Linked DNA regions of Zea mays: region 1 is linked to region 2. A link is a contact called in public Hi-C data. All regions are on one chromosome and are shown on one strand. Each heading gives the region's core, a stretch centred on a gene start, on an enhancer-like site or on the middle of the called end of the contact. The rest is flanking DNA. Distances are from core to core; before and after follow the strand shown. Region 1 holds the start of LOC100284679 (oxidoreductase). Region 2 has its middle 71 kb from the start of LOC103626228.

What was found. Hi-C and Micro-C count contacts between places; a contact is called where the count stands out from the background.
Region 1: a Hi-C map of leaf shows a contact between it and region 2, with 7 times the contacts expected there. The contact joins the promoter of LOC100284679 here to the enhancer-like site in region 2. A contact is called at or near these places in 10 of 25 Hi-C or Micro-C datasets (bundle sheath, ear, leaf and 3 more) and 1 of 3 datasets of contacts at active chromatin or transcription factors (leaf).

What each region holds. Positions count from the first base shown.
Region 1 is chr5:36,721,797-36,727,985 of Zm-B73-REFERENCE-NAM-5.0, reverse strand. It overlaps LOC100284679 (oxidoreductase), which reads left to right and starts at 1,993. Exons shown (of 2, transcript NM_001157574.2): 1 at 1,993-2,648; 2 at 3,505-4,348. The coding sequence starts at 2,154. The coding sequence ends at 4,122.
Region 2 is chr5:36,567,985-36,573,847 of Zm-B73-REFERENCE-NAM-5.0, reverse strand. No RefSeq gene overlaps it. Among protein-coding and RNA genes, the nearest start is that of LOC103626228, 71 kb to the right of the region's middle. Within about 2 kb of position 4,362, at least 16 of the 20 cell types and tissues checked have an H3K27ac peak or open chromatin away from gene starts, as enhancers often do. A contact at or near this core is called in bundle sheath, ear, leaf and 2 more, where this site is marked.

The sequences.
Region 1 (6,189 bases), core at 744-3,243, 160 kb before region 2:
TTTTCTACTTGAACAACCACAATCTTCGAGTCGGTCTTCACTATGCAGGTTCTGACTCTAAGGGCTCTGAGCTTGCGAAGGCCAAGAATAACGACTTTCAGACTCTGCTATGTTGTTGGTGCATTTGTCGGAGTCTAAGGTGAAGTTGAGGCGAACAACATACTTGTACTTGGCGCCCGAGGGGGCGGTAAAGACTGTGGTAACCCATCGTGCCCTCCACGTCCTTCCATGTGAGGGGCAATATGAAATTGAGTGTTGAGCACCCCAAATGCTCTCTCCACGTCCTTCCATGCCCCTCCTAGCACACAACAAACTTTTGCTACTTTGGAGTCTGTGGGAGTGGAATGGTCTTCACTAACACCGATCACCAAGGGTATATGCCACTAGTTAGGTAGTGTCCCTAGTTGTACTCTATGACCACTCATTGTGAAGTTCACATTTGGTGCTTCCACCTTTAAGCACGTTAGTGAACAACGGTGATTGCTTGACCACATTCACATCATTGTTTGATCTTGCCACCCAAAAAAGCATGTCAGATCCACAAGTCATACTTGCAACAACCTTGAGCATGATAGTCGGAGATCCAGTGTCCCCTCTTGTGAACTGTCCTCTCGATCCAATGGGACAATTCCTCCACTTTCAATGCATAAAATCTATACTCCCTATCATATTAGAAAACCCCCTTCCCCCTAAACTAATAGACGCGTAATGTCATCAACAGTGGGACGACATATGTACTGCGGCCCAAAATATTCGATAACAACTCTACAAAAAAGTTTGAAACACTATAAGGTAGAGCTTTTCCCCATTTTGATGTACTCATCGATGGAGTCAGCAACGCTACCGTATGCAAACATAAGTAGGTTAGCTATGCATTTCTAATGGGGGGAGAATCTGTTGCGGTTGACTGTGTTGGTTCAATGAGTGAAGTAGGAGTGCTCATCCAACCTCTCCAAGATGTGAAGGAAGAGGCTTCTTTGATGCAGTAACTTCGACGAAAGTAGAGCGATGGATAAACGCATGGGTCGGTGAAGTAGTCGTGCATCAACCGGTCATGGCCTCGTGGGTAGCTTCATAGTTTCGGTCGATGTACCTACGACGTCGCTTCGGTCGCCTGCTAGACATGGAAGACTAAGTGTCAAGCTTTGTTGCCTCCGCTGCATTATTCTTTCGATAACAACTCGAAGAATTCTTTCTTCAATCATGTTGAGGTCGGAGACAGACGAAGACATCGAGACAACGGTTGTTTCAAACGAAATGACTGCAAAAGAAGAATGTGTAGGGTGATATATAAATTTAAAGTGAGGGTTGTATAAGTTCAAAAGGTTCTCCTTTATTTATAGACCAGGTTCAATTTTTTTAAAAAAATTAATTAAAAATGGAACGAACCAAACAGAAATCACCACGTGGCAACTATCTGTGCCTACGGATCGTGGAGGGTGATACTAACCGATCTATACCGACTACTCGTGGCTCCAATGCGGCCGGTAGCGATCCTACCGACCGATCGATGGCGTTGTCGACCGCGTGCATGTACCTACTGATGCTGGCACTATGGCGGACCGTTTGGTAGACCACATGATCGGATGATAGTAGCAAGTAGCAACCATTTGCACCGGTCTTGTTGAGGGGCCGTTCGGTTACTTCAGAATGGAGACCTGGAACAATTCATATCCAAATTGTTTCTCTAATTTATATAAATTTTGATTATCTGGAATAATTTATGGTGTATTCCTGTGCAAACGAACCGGGCCTGAATAGAAAACTAGAGGGTTGGGGCTTTACGGTAACACACAGGCGCACAGTGCCTGGTTGGGCGTCAGGTACCAAGGGCATAGAGGCAAAGAAGGTGAAGTCCATGGTGTGTGTTTTTTTTTCTCCTCGCCTTCTACTCAATCTCCAGTGGGCTCTAATCGCATGCCTTCTACCTGTTCTGGGCTACGCAATGGCAGGTTCCTAGGCTGTTGCCGTGAGCTCTTCCTGGGCCTCCTCGCCCCCATGCCGCCTCCTGTATGTATGTGGAGCACTGGAGCCCTGACATGATTATCCTGAACCCGAAAGCTGAACTACCACACACAACAAATAACTGACGCAGGCGATCCATCACTCCACACACCGGTCGGAACCGAGGCCAACCAACGACGCCGCCGCCAATGTCGTCCCCTGCAGCGCCGGTGCAGCCGCCGCCGCCGCGCGCGGTGCGCTTCGGCGTCCTGGGATGCGCTGACATTGCGCGTAAGATCTCGCGCGCAATGCTGATGCTCCCTCCGGGCGCCGCCACCATCGCCGCCGTAGGCAGTCGCTCCGATGACAAGGCCCGCCGCTTCATCTCCGAAATCGGCTTCCCCGCGGCGCGCGTCCACGGGTCCTACGAGTCTCTCCTAGAGGACCCGGACGTGGAGGCCGTGTACCTCCCGCTCCCCACCAGTCTCCACGTGCCCTGGGCCACAGCCGTCGCTGCGCGTGGCAAGCACCTGCTCCTCGAGAAGCCCACCGCGCTCTGCACTGCCGAACTCGACGCCATCCTCGGCGCCTGCGACGCCTCCGGGGTCCAGTTCATGGACACCACCATGTGGATCCACAACCCGCGCACCGCCAAGATGCGGGAGATCGTCAGCGACAAGGACGCCTTTGGCGACGTCAGAGTGGTGAGATCTTGGAATGGCTTTTTCGTTGCTGATGTTCGGTGGAATCTGGAAATGCCTAGATCCTTTTCCTTATTTATTATACCAGTATGAAAGACCAAGAAATGGATCTCTAGAGAGGGAAAAAAAAGATTGACTCTTCTTCCCATCTTGGTGACTGAGTGTTTGCTTATCAACCAAAATTGTTGTTTTGCCTTAATTCCGTGGCTGGTATTTATCAGAAGTGGTGGGAACAGGGGTTTGGTGTCACTGCAGTTTTTTTAGTTTGGATGCCTGTGATATAATGACAGGAATCGAAATATTCAAACTTTGTTGGGGTTGAAAGTTTTCTCATTGAACCAGCATATACTTTTTTACCATAATGAACCACCATTGTTCTTAACACAAAATGAATCACCATCTTTCATAACGATCCATTGAAACTCTGGAAGACATTTTGTTCTGTTATAGCTGTTCACTTTGAACTTTTTCACAAAGTTTCAATTGCATGATTTGACTTGATCTGATTTTGCAATGTGATTCTTGATCTATTCCATTGAAACTCTTGAAGTTTGGCTATATCATTCCAGCTCAAATTGACCCAGAAAAAAAATAGTAACATCAATATGATTCTTGGTTTTTCAACACAGATTTTTTTTCCAGAACCACTGAAAACAAGCATAGACATTGTGGTTCTGCACATACTAGTATTGTAGTATGTGATTCAGGAAGTGCATATGGAATGCTGTAGGTTAATGTGTTCTTCATAGCCTTAATAATGTACTAAAGAATGATGAAATGTTTGTTTCCACTGCATATGGACAACTGGCAGAACTTTATTGGCTAATTAAGGCCATGCCTTTTTCTTTCTCCACTACAGATAAACAGTATGTGCAGCTTTCGGGCATCCGAGGAATTCCTCAAGAATGACATCAGGGTAAAGCCAGACCTTGACGCCTTGGGTGTCCTCGGTGATGTTGGATGGTACTGCATCCGCTCAATCCTGTGGGCTGTTGACTATGAGCTGCCTGAGACCGTGATCGCTCACCGCCATCCTGTCAAGAACCAGGCTGGCGTGCTCCTTGCTTGCGGTGCGACCTTGTACTGGGCAGATGGCAAGACTGCAAACTTCAACTGCTCGTTTCTTGCTAACCTCGCCTTTGACGTGACCGTCTATGGCACAAACGGCACTCTCCATGTCACTGACCTGGTCATTCCGTACGAAGAGAGCTCTGCGGAGTTCAGTGTGGCCTCGAAGTCAAGCTTCGTCAAACCCACCATCGGATGGGATCCATTGCCAGAGAAGCATGTTGTTACTACTGATCTGCCACAGGAGGCACTCATGATCCAGGAATTCACAAGGCTTGTGCAGAACGTCCGCGCCGGTGGCAGGCCTGAGGGTAAGTGGCCGGCTATCACCCGGAAGACGCAGGTGGTACTGGATGCCGTGAAAGCTTCTATTGACAAGGGATCTGAACCAGTTGAGGTTGCCAGCTAAATACAACAAATGCCAGCTCCTTGTGCTAGGTTTGTACTTAATGGCTTCTACTCGTATTTGCTGTCGCGCAAATGAAGGTAGTAATTGTAATACTGTCACGTAAATTGAAACTGGTAATTGTAATAATCTTAAGGAATCTGGTCAAATTGAGGAGAACATTTTTACAGTTTACCGAATCAGTGATTCGTCACGAATAAGATTGTGTAATAGATCAAGGTTGGTCAAAGCCCTGAGTGGATCGGAAGTGATCATCCAGTGATGGACGCGGCTCGATACACTGTTGTTAGTTGAGGAGAAGGAGGTTCATGTACCTAACTACATCCCTCTTTTCTCCAACATTAAAAGATATCGCCAACCTAGAGGTTGAGACGTCGTCGCCGGAGGCCCAAGGAATGGACCTAACTACATCCCTCTTTTCTCCTATAGAGCTAACCTTCCAAGAGACTCTGAAACTTACCCCCGGTAAACGGTCACCACCACTCACATCTCCGCTTCCGAAGAGAATGTCACCATCACGGTCGTGCCCTCCGAAGTGCAGGTCACCGCCAGGTCCTCGACGAAGTCCTCAGACACAACGGTCACATTGTAGGTCTTGGCGCTAGAAGGCTTCGACGGGACAAGAAATTGGACCGAGGCCTTCTTGAACTTTGTCACCATGGACGAGGCATTCCTTTTTGCCTTGCAAAAGCCACCCTTCTCCCTGCCCTCCAAGGGGGTATCCTCCCTCTCTTTCCCCGCAAGGACAGGGTAGGAGCCGTACTCAATCTACAATTTGAACACCCGGTTACCTTTCCAAATATCATGGATTCTCGTCATCTTGACCACAACATACTTTCCCACAATCTTGCAGGCTCCATTCTCAACCTACTTGACAAAGTCGTGGCGTAGATAGGGTTTTTCAAGGGATGAGGCGCTTGGTCTACTGTTCGTAAGGGAGGAACTAGGAAGAGGATGGGGCGGCCACCTGATCCAATAGCTTCAATAGGGCATTGTTGGAGGATGTTTTATGGTTCCGATCCAGCGATCCCTATATTTTAAAATACAACTTTGTTTAAGACCTCCCTTGAAGATGCTAATAGTGAAGACAAAAAACCGTCGAAAGGTCAGGGAGACATACTTATAGGGGAGAAAGACTTGTGGGCTCCATAAAATTAATCCATGAGGAGCTTAACCCTTCAAGGGTTCTCACATGAATTAAAAGAAACATGAGCTTCATATCATGATACAAATTGATTATTGACGGTAATTAATTATCTACATCTTTTACGCTTCTACGCTTGATCATTTTTAGGTTGTGTGTCTATCTTTCCTGGTTAACTTACTAAACTAATTCTTTCACGGTAAATATAGAATCACTTCATAAAATGGCAGTAAACATTTAGATAGAATTATAAATAGATTTTGAAAAATAGCTTTAGAGACCATTAGATTCTAACCTATACTTAATTCGATTTATTTTAGACTTACGATCCCTTTTCCGGGGACGGACGGAAAGGGCCCCTCAAATATTTATAACCTTTTATACCCCTTTTAAAAAAGAAAATTTAGAGAAATTTTGGATGATTAAAATTCTATAGAAAAATTTTATATGTGGTTTTGGAATAAAGGATTAAGTTTTTGCAAATCATATAAAATTACTATAGAATGACTTATTGTAGTGTGATTTTAAAGGACTTCTAACCTGAGGCACAATCTCTTAAAAAAATTCTTTTGTGTCTAACTCTCCTCTAATTATTGTGTTCTTTCTATATTGCATCTAAGTGCTCTATTAAAAATTTTCTGTGTTTTTAATTTCTAGGGTTACAGGTATCAAACAACTTTATTCCCACATTTTTTTTGTTCCTATGTTTCACCAATCCTGCATTTCAAAGGAAGCCTAAGGTTCATTTACTGTTAAGTATAGGGAAAAATGAAATTTTGAGTGGGCTAAAATAGTCATGTTCTAGGCTTCCTCGTCGGATCGGTCAAGTCCTCATCGTTCCGACTTTCATCTTTCTCAGCCTAGTTTTCACATCTATCTATTCGATCCCATTCATTCTGAAGCAGCTCGAACCAGTATGTCATCCT
Region 2 (5,863 bases), core at 3,113-5,612:
TTTTGTGTCTTGATGATCCTCAGAGCTTTACTCGACAACAAACCCTGTAATTTTTACCGTAAAACGAAAGCACTGAGAACATTATGCATGTATCAAAAATATGCTAGGAGTATTTCCGACCTTGATATTTGTGTAAGCCAAGCTTCCAGCAATGGTTTGTTTCTTCAAGCTACTGAGCTTCTTCTCCATTTTTTGGAAGCCAATAGTTTTTGTCAGATGTTTTACCACTCTAGCTTCATCCTGATCAGGAACACAAAACAACTCATCATGGTCGCCTCCACCGAAGATAATGGATTCGGGGTGGTATCTAAGTGTTAAGGCATGGTTCTTTAGTTTTGCCACCTCTTTGGCACTTAGTTCTCAACCACAAACATGTTTGAAGTCAAATTCAATTTCCCCTTCTTCCTCGTGATAGGGGATAGTTTTGGCTTCTCAGGCCACTAGGGGCCTCAACTTCAAGTATTTTAGGCTCTATGGCCTTGGTTGCCAACACTATTGCTTCAGCAGTCTTTGCCTCTATAGGTTGTAGGGTCGTGATTATTTCCTCTATTGAGCTAGCAACCACCACTGCTTCACACACTATTCCAGAACCTTTGCCCTCTTTGCCCTTCATGGTTAGTAACAAACTGGTCAGGTCTGATTCTAGTGAACTCAAAGTATTGAACGGTAAAGGATGGGTCATTACCTTTAATATTCACGTCGCCCCAAGTGTGAGCCTGACGGACTCCTGATGTCCTTTGCCATTTTTAGGGTCTTCCATCGGTTTTACTGATATTTGTCTTTTCTCTTTATGAGGCTGGGATTCTTGATTCAGAATGAGAAGACCCCTCACCACTGTCTTTTGCTACCTTTGACACTTTCGCCACCTTTGGTTTCTAGCATTTTTTGTTTCTTCGCCTTAACCGATCTGATTGCTTCCCTCTTCATGAGGCTATCGGTTCTCTTTCTCCTTATCCCGGCATTAGCCTCTTCGCTTATCTTCGGATAATCGGGGTATTCAAACCCTAGAGCATTCATAACTCCATTCAGCCTTTGTTTTGACCGATTGTCGAAGGTAGTCATCATCAACTGGTCTTCTTTTATTGTATAATTTCTAAGGATTTCATTGCACATTAACTCGAAGAAGTTAACCAATCGACACATGGGCCTTTGAATATGGAGTGCTCCTTAAACCGATAAGGCAAAACCTTCAACACATCGCTCTTCGTCTCTTCATCTCTCTTCTTAGGCTTTGGCATTCTCTAGCTAGATAGCATGGGCAATGTTGAGTTTCTAAGAAATTCTTGCACCAGATCCTGGGTCCCAATATGGTCCACCATAGTAATAAAAGTCGCATGGGCTACCTAGGAAGTTGAGCCTAGGACCATATTGCACAAAGGTTTCTTGTAGTCAAATCTTATCCTCAAGGGACTCATGACAATACCCTGTAATACTTCCCTTTTCTTTGTGTCGACCTTCATGTAAAATCATTCCCTGGTTCACTCATTTGGCCATTTGGTCCGGTACGCAAGCATAGGAGACCACTAACTTTTCGATATGCAAAGTTGTAGCAGTCAAAGTTGTTATGTTGCTACACTTTCTCAATAGCATTCATTTATAATGTAGCTCATGGATTCTACAAAAGCCTTCAGCGCTCGCCCTCACACCCTAGCTATGCACTGCCCAAATGTACACACTCAGTCTAACTATAGCATTTAGAGTTAATTGATGCATAAAGATTTCATATTTCCTCAGGACTTCAGCGATCATTTTGAACTTCTGAAAACCACTATCTCGTCATCCTTAGGCTCTAGGTGGTGTCACTACTAGCAAACTGAACCCCATCCGTCTCATCAACATAGTCGAGCTTCTTCATAACATCAAAATTGTTGGGCTTCACAGTGGATTCCCCAAAGTCAATATGGCTCGGTTTTGTTGGTTGAAGGTCAATTTCATCTTCGTCAGTTATCGAGGCATCTCCCTCCCCAATTTATTCCTCTTCTGCTACTTTAGTCTCAGTTGTTGCCTTCATAGCTTTTAAAATTGTCATAGTAGCCCCCATTTCCACCGTGTAACGAGCATCTTCTTCTTTTTGGACTGCTTTGGATAAAGTTGGGGTTATCATCTTAGGGATCGAGTGGATTCTGGCCATGGGTGATTGAGCCGAAGTTCACAAAAACAATCGGGGAAGCGGAAAAACCTTCGGATGCATGAAATTTGGTGGTAGAAGGTTGGTACAAGTAGTAAATGAAGTGGTAGTTGCATGGAGCCATTCAACTTATATAGATTGGTAGGCTTGGGAGCCGAGGAATCACACTGCTCTCGTCCGCTGTCTTACATACCATTATAACTTATTTTATTCCATTTTTAATAACGTGTTCAAGGAAGGTGTTTTTTGGACGTTCGGCTTGAGGACTATATTATTTTCGTGGTCTGAGCTCGTTATGAAAAACGAACTAATTCTGCGAGGGGCTATTGTTGAGGGTCCTCATTAACCGAAGGTCCTAAAAACATTAAATCATGAGTTTGTTTCAGGTAGGACAGGGTGAAATGTCGAAGGACACCTTCGTATGAGATATCGTGCAGCTGTCGTAGACGTAGAGATGAAGCTACGATGTTCACTTTGGTGGCTTCCATGTGTAATAAAAGGTGCCAGCAGGAGCGAGGCAAGATGTTCAAGACTTGTTTAGCAAGACTACAAAAGGAAAAGACAACAATACCCTAAATTAGCTTTGTAGCTCATATGTATATGATTGAGGACACGATTGTAAATTTGTCGAAGTTGTACCCCATGATTATAAATAGCGACACAGTTGTGTGCATACAATTAGCCTTTTTGGCTCAAGAAAATCGATTCATTCTGCCTACATAGTCATGTTCTTTCCTCACCTTTGCATTATTGTTTGTAAAGCCAAAGGTATATTTGTAATTATTTGTCATATTGTAAAGAGCGAAGCAAAGTAATAACATAACAAGATGAGTAATTTGTTTCATCTTCTATGTTTCATGTTTTGCTCTTGTTGTTACTAGTTTATGTTTCTTACCTTCTCCCTTTAATTGATCCCTTTATGAAGAGTTATTTAAAGGGTGAGGTAATGGGTTGATTCATTTGTGTTGCCTTGTTTTTTATATCCTTCAGGAGCCAAAAATGAGTGACCAGCACTCACCATGCATGGCAAGTGTTGCCGAAATTTTGTATTGACAATCTTATGTTCCTTTGTTGTAGAGAGGAGACCATCCGACTCCACCACAACCTTAGATATAACCCCTTTTTTGTATCATTGTCATAGATCACTTAACCTAGTTAAATGGGGTCACTAATTAGTAATTAGTTAGACATTAGTACATGGGGTTAGGCACATACCATCTTAATTGGTTATTGAATTTTGATTTCGTGTTTCAAATATATGGACAACCTAGTGACCATATACCATGGAGGCATCATGGAAAGAGATCACTGTGGATATGCTGAGTTCATTGATACGCAAAGCATGCTCGTGTTATTCATTGATAGACCTTCCTTCAGTGAGTTGGTTGCAAAGGTTAGGGAGGAGCTAGGTTGCCATGGCGATGATGTCATTGCCGTTAAGGGCATAATTAATCTAGGTCGTCCACCAAATGTCGTAAGGGGAGCAATTTATACTTTAGAGCCGGCCACGTGGGCGCCAGCTCAACGCAGCGAACTGAGACCTCGGCAGCATCATTGTTGGCGTCAAGACGTGCAACCTCGACGCTTATAATGATGGCGCCGAGATAAAGGTCAATTTCCTGAAATAAAACCGAAAAGGGCGTATTTGTGAACAACTTTTTCCAAAAAGGGCCAAAATGCAAAAATACGGTAGTTCAGGGAACGGTGGTGGACTGGTGGTGTCGCTCCGCTAACCATGTCGGCGGTGGTCACGCTCAATGTATGTGTCGGGATGGAGTTCTTTGATATGAAACTCATGGATAGTTACAACGACATCCCAATTCTCATTGTCACGAGGGTGTGAGTGGAGGCGACAGTGAAAATAGGTTCACTGACAGTAGCAAGTACGTGGACATTGACTACCTTGTTTACTTCAATGGCACATGCCCATCTATATGTTAAGCTATCTCTAACAATTTAATCATCTTTTTTTTTTCATTTTAAACTTCAATTTATAAACAGTATAGCCTAAAGCACATAACAATGTTTTATACATCCATTTGTACCATCTGCTGGCCATAGCACATGCGAACTGGTCGGTATCCACGGTGTTGGAGCTAGCACGGATTTGTACCGACCTATGTATGCATTGGATATTTAAGTTGCTTCGAATCGTGTCGCCGTGTCGATCAGTCTGTCTATCTTGGCCATGTAGCAAGAGAGCCGACATGGTTGAGCTGTATTGGGCCATCGGCTGGATTCATGGCCTCGGAAACGTACGAAACTGGGCCTCTACCTGCAGCAGCACCATGAAGTGTACAGGTTCGACTGTGAGAAAATGCGATAACAAATGGGCCCTTCAGATTTGGAGGGATCTCTAATGGAGTATTTGGTTTGAGTATCATCACTTACTATTTTTGTTTGATTTGTGCAATGAAATGAGTTGATCTATCACCACCTCATTTCTCATAGTTAGTTAATATTAATATGAGAAATGTAGCCATCACACCTTAAACCAAACACCCCCTAACTAATTAAATGGTGCTGAGTCAAGCAGTTATGTACATTGACACCACAAGAAAAACAATTTTAGAAGACACTGTCAAGTTATTTTTGGAGGCAGGCACACATTTAAACGTTATGTGCATAATTTTAGTGTCAATGCACATAATTTAAATGGCGCTGAGTCAATGCACAATTTTAAATGTGACCGTCTCCGTAAACATTTAAACGGGATCTAATAAAATATTTGTTTCCAAAAACCATTTATAAAAACAGGTGCCTAATATGATTGCCTTAAAAAATTAAATTCTTAGAGGCGAACATTTTATGATCATCTCTGTTAACTTATGGTTTTTGGAGACTGTCATTCTAAAGTCTTCGCACATAAAATCATTTTATGAAGGCGAAAGTCTTAATGGGTGTTTGTTTTAAAAAATCAATCCATTCTAGATAAATTTGGTGTAATGAACTCATTTCTAATGTTATTTCTAATTATTATCCTATGAGAAATGAAATGGTGATGTATCAACTCATTCCATTTCACAAACCAAATAAGAAAGTGAGAAGATGATAAACTAACTCATCCCTTAAACCAAACACGTTGTAAGATATTCACCTCTATAAGTAGTGGCATCCAAAAATAATTCATAACTTTTTTCATATGGATTCAGATAAAGATAAATTTTATATAAAAATTGTAACTTTCAACATGATTTACAACATTGCAGTTGAAAATATTTTGAATTCAAACTGTTACCAAAATATTGCTATAAATCCATAGATTTTAAAATTTGAAATTTAAAATTATCAAACAATCTCGGTTGTAGGTATGGACTATATGAAAGTTATAGTTCTTAATACACTCCATTGTAGTTGAATGTTTGTTTGAGTTTAAGTCGTTTATAGTCCCAAATGTATGTTTTAAGTTTATAAATTTTGAAATTTAAAATTTTGAATTACTAAACGATCTCAAATATTCACATAGTTAATACAAAATTTATAATGGCTAACATTAGCTACATGTTTATTGTTGATAAGTTTTTTTATTTAAATCCGTTAGATTCTCAAATGTTTGCTCTAAATTCAATTATTTTTATATTCAATTTTGATTATTTTGTAAACAATCTCGCAGAGAATACATTCTGTATCAAATTGTAGTGTTTGACACGATTTAAAACTCACCTTAGCAGCTTACGTTGAGTGTTATATATTTAGGAGCTATCAGAGTCTTGAACAATCTCTTTCATGTTCAAA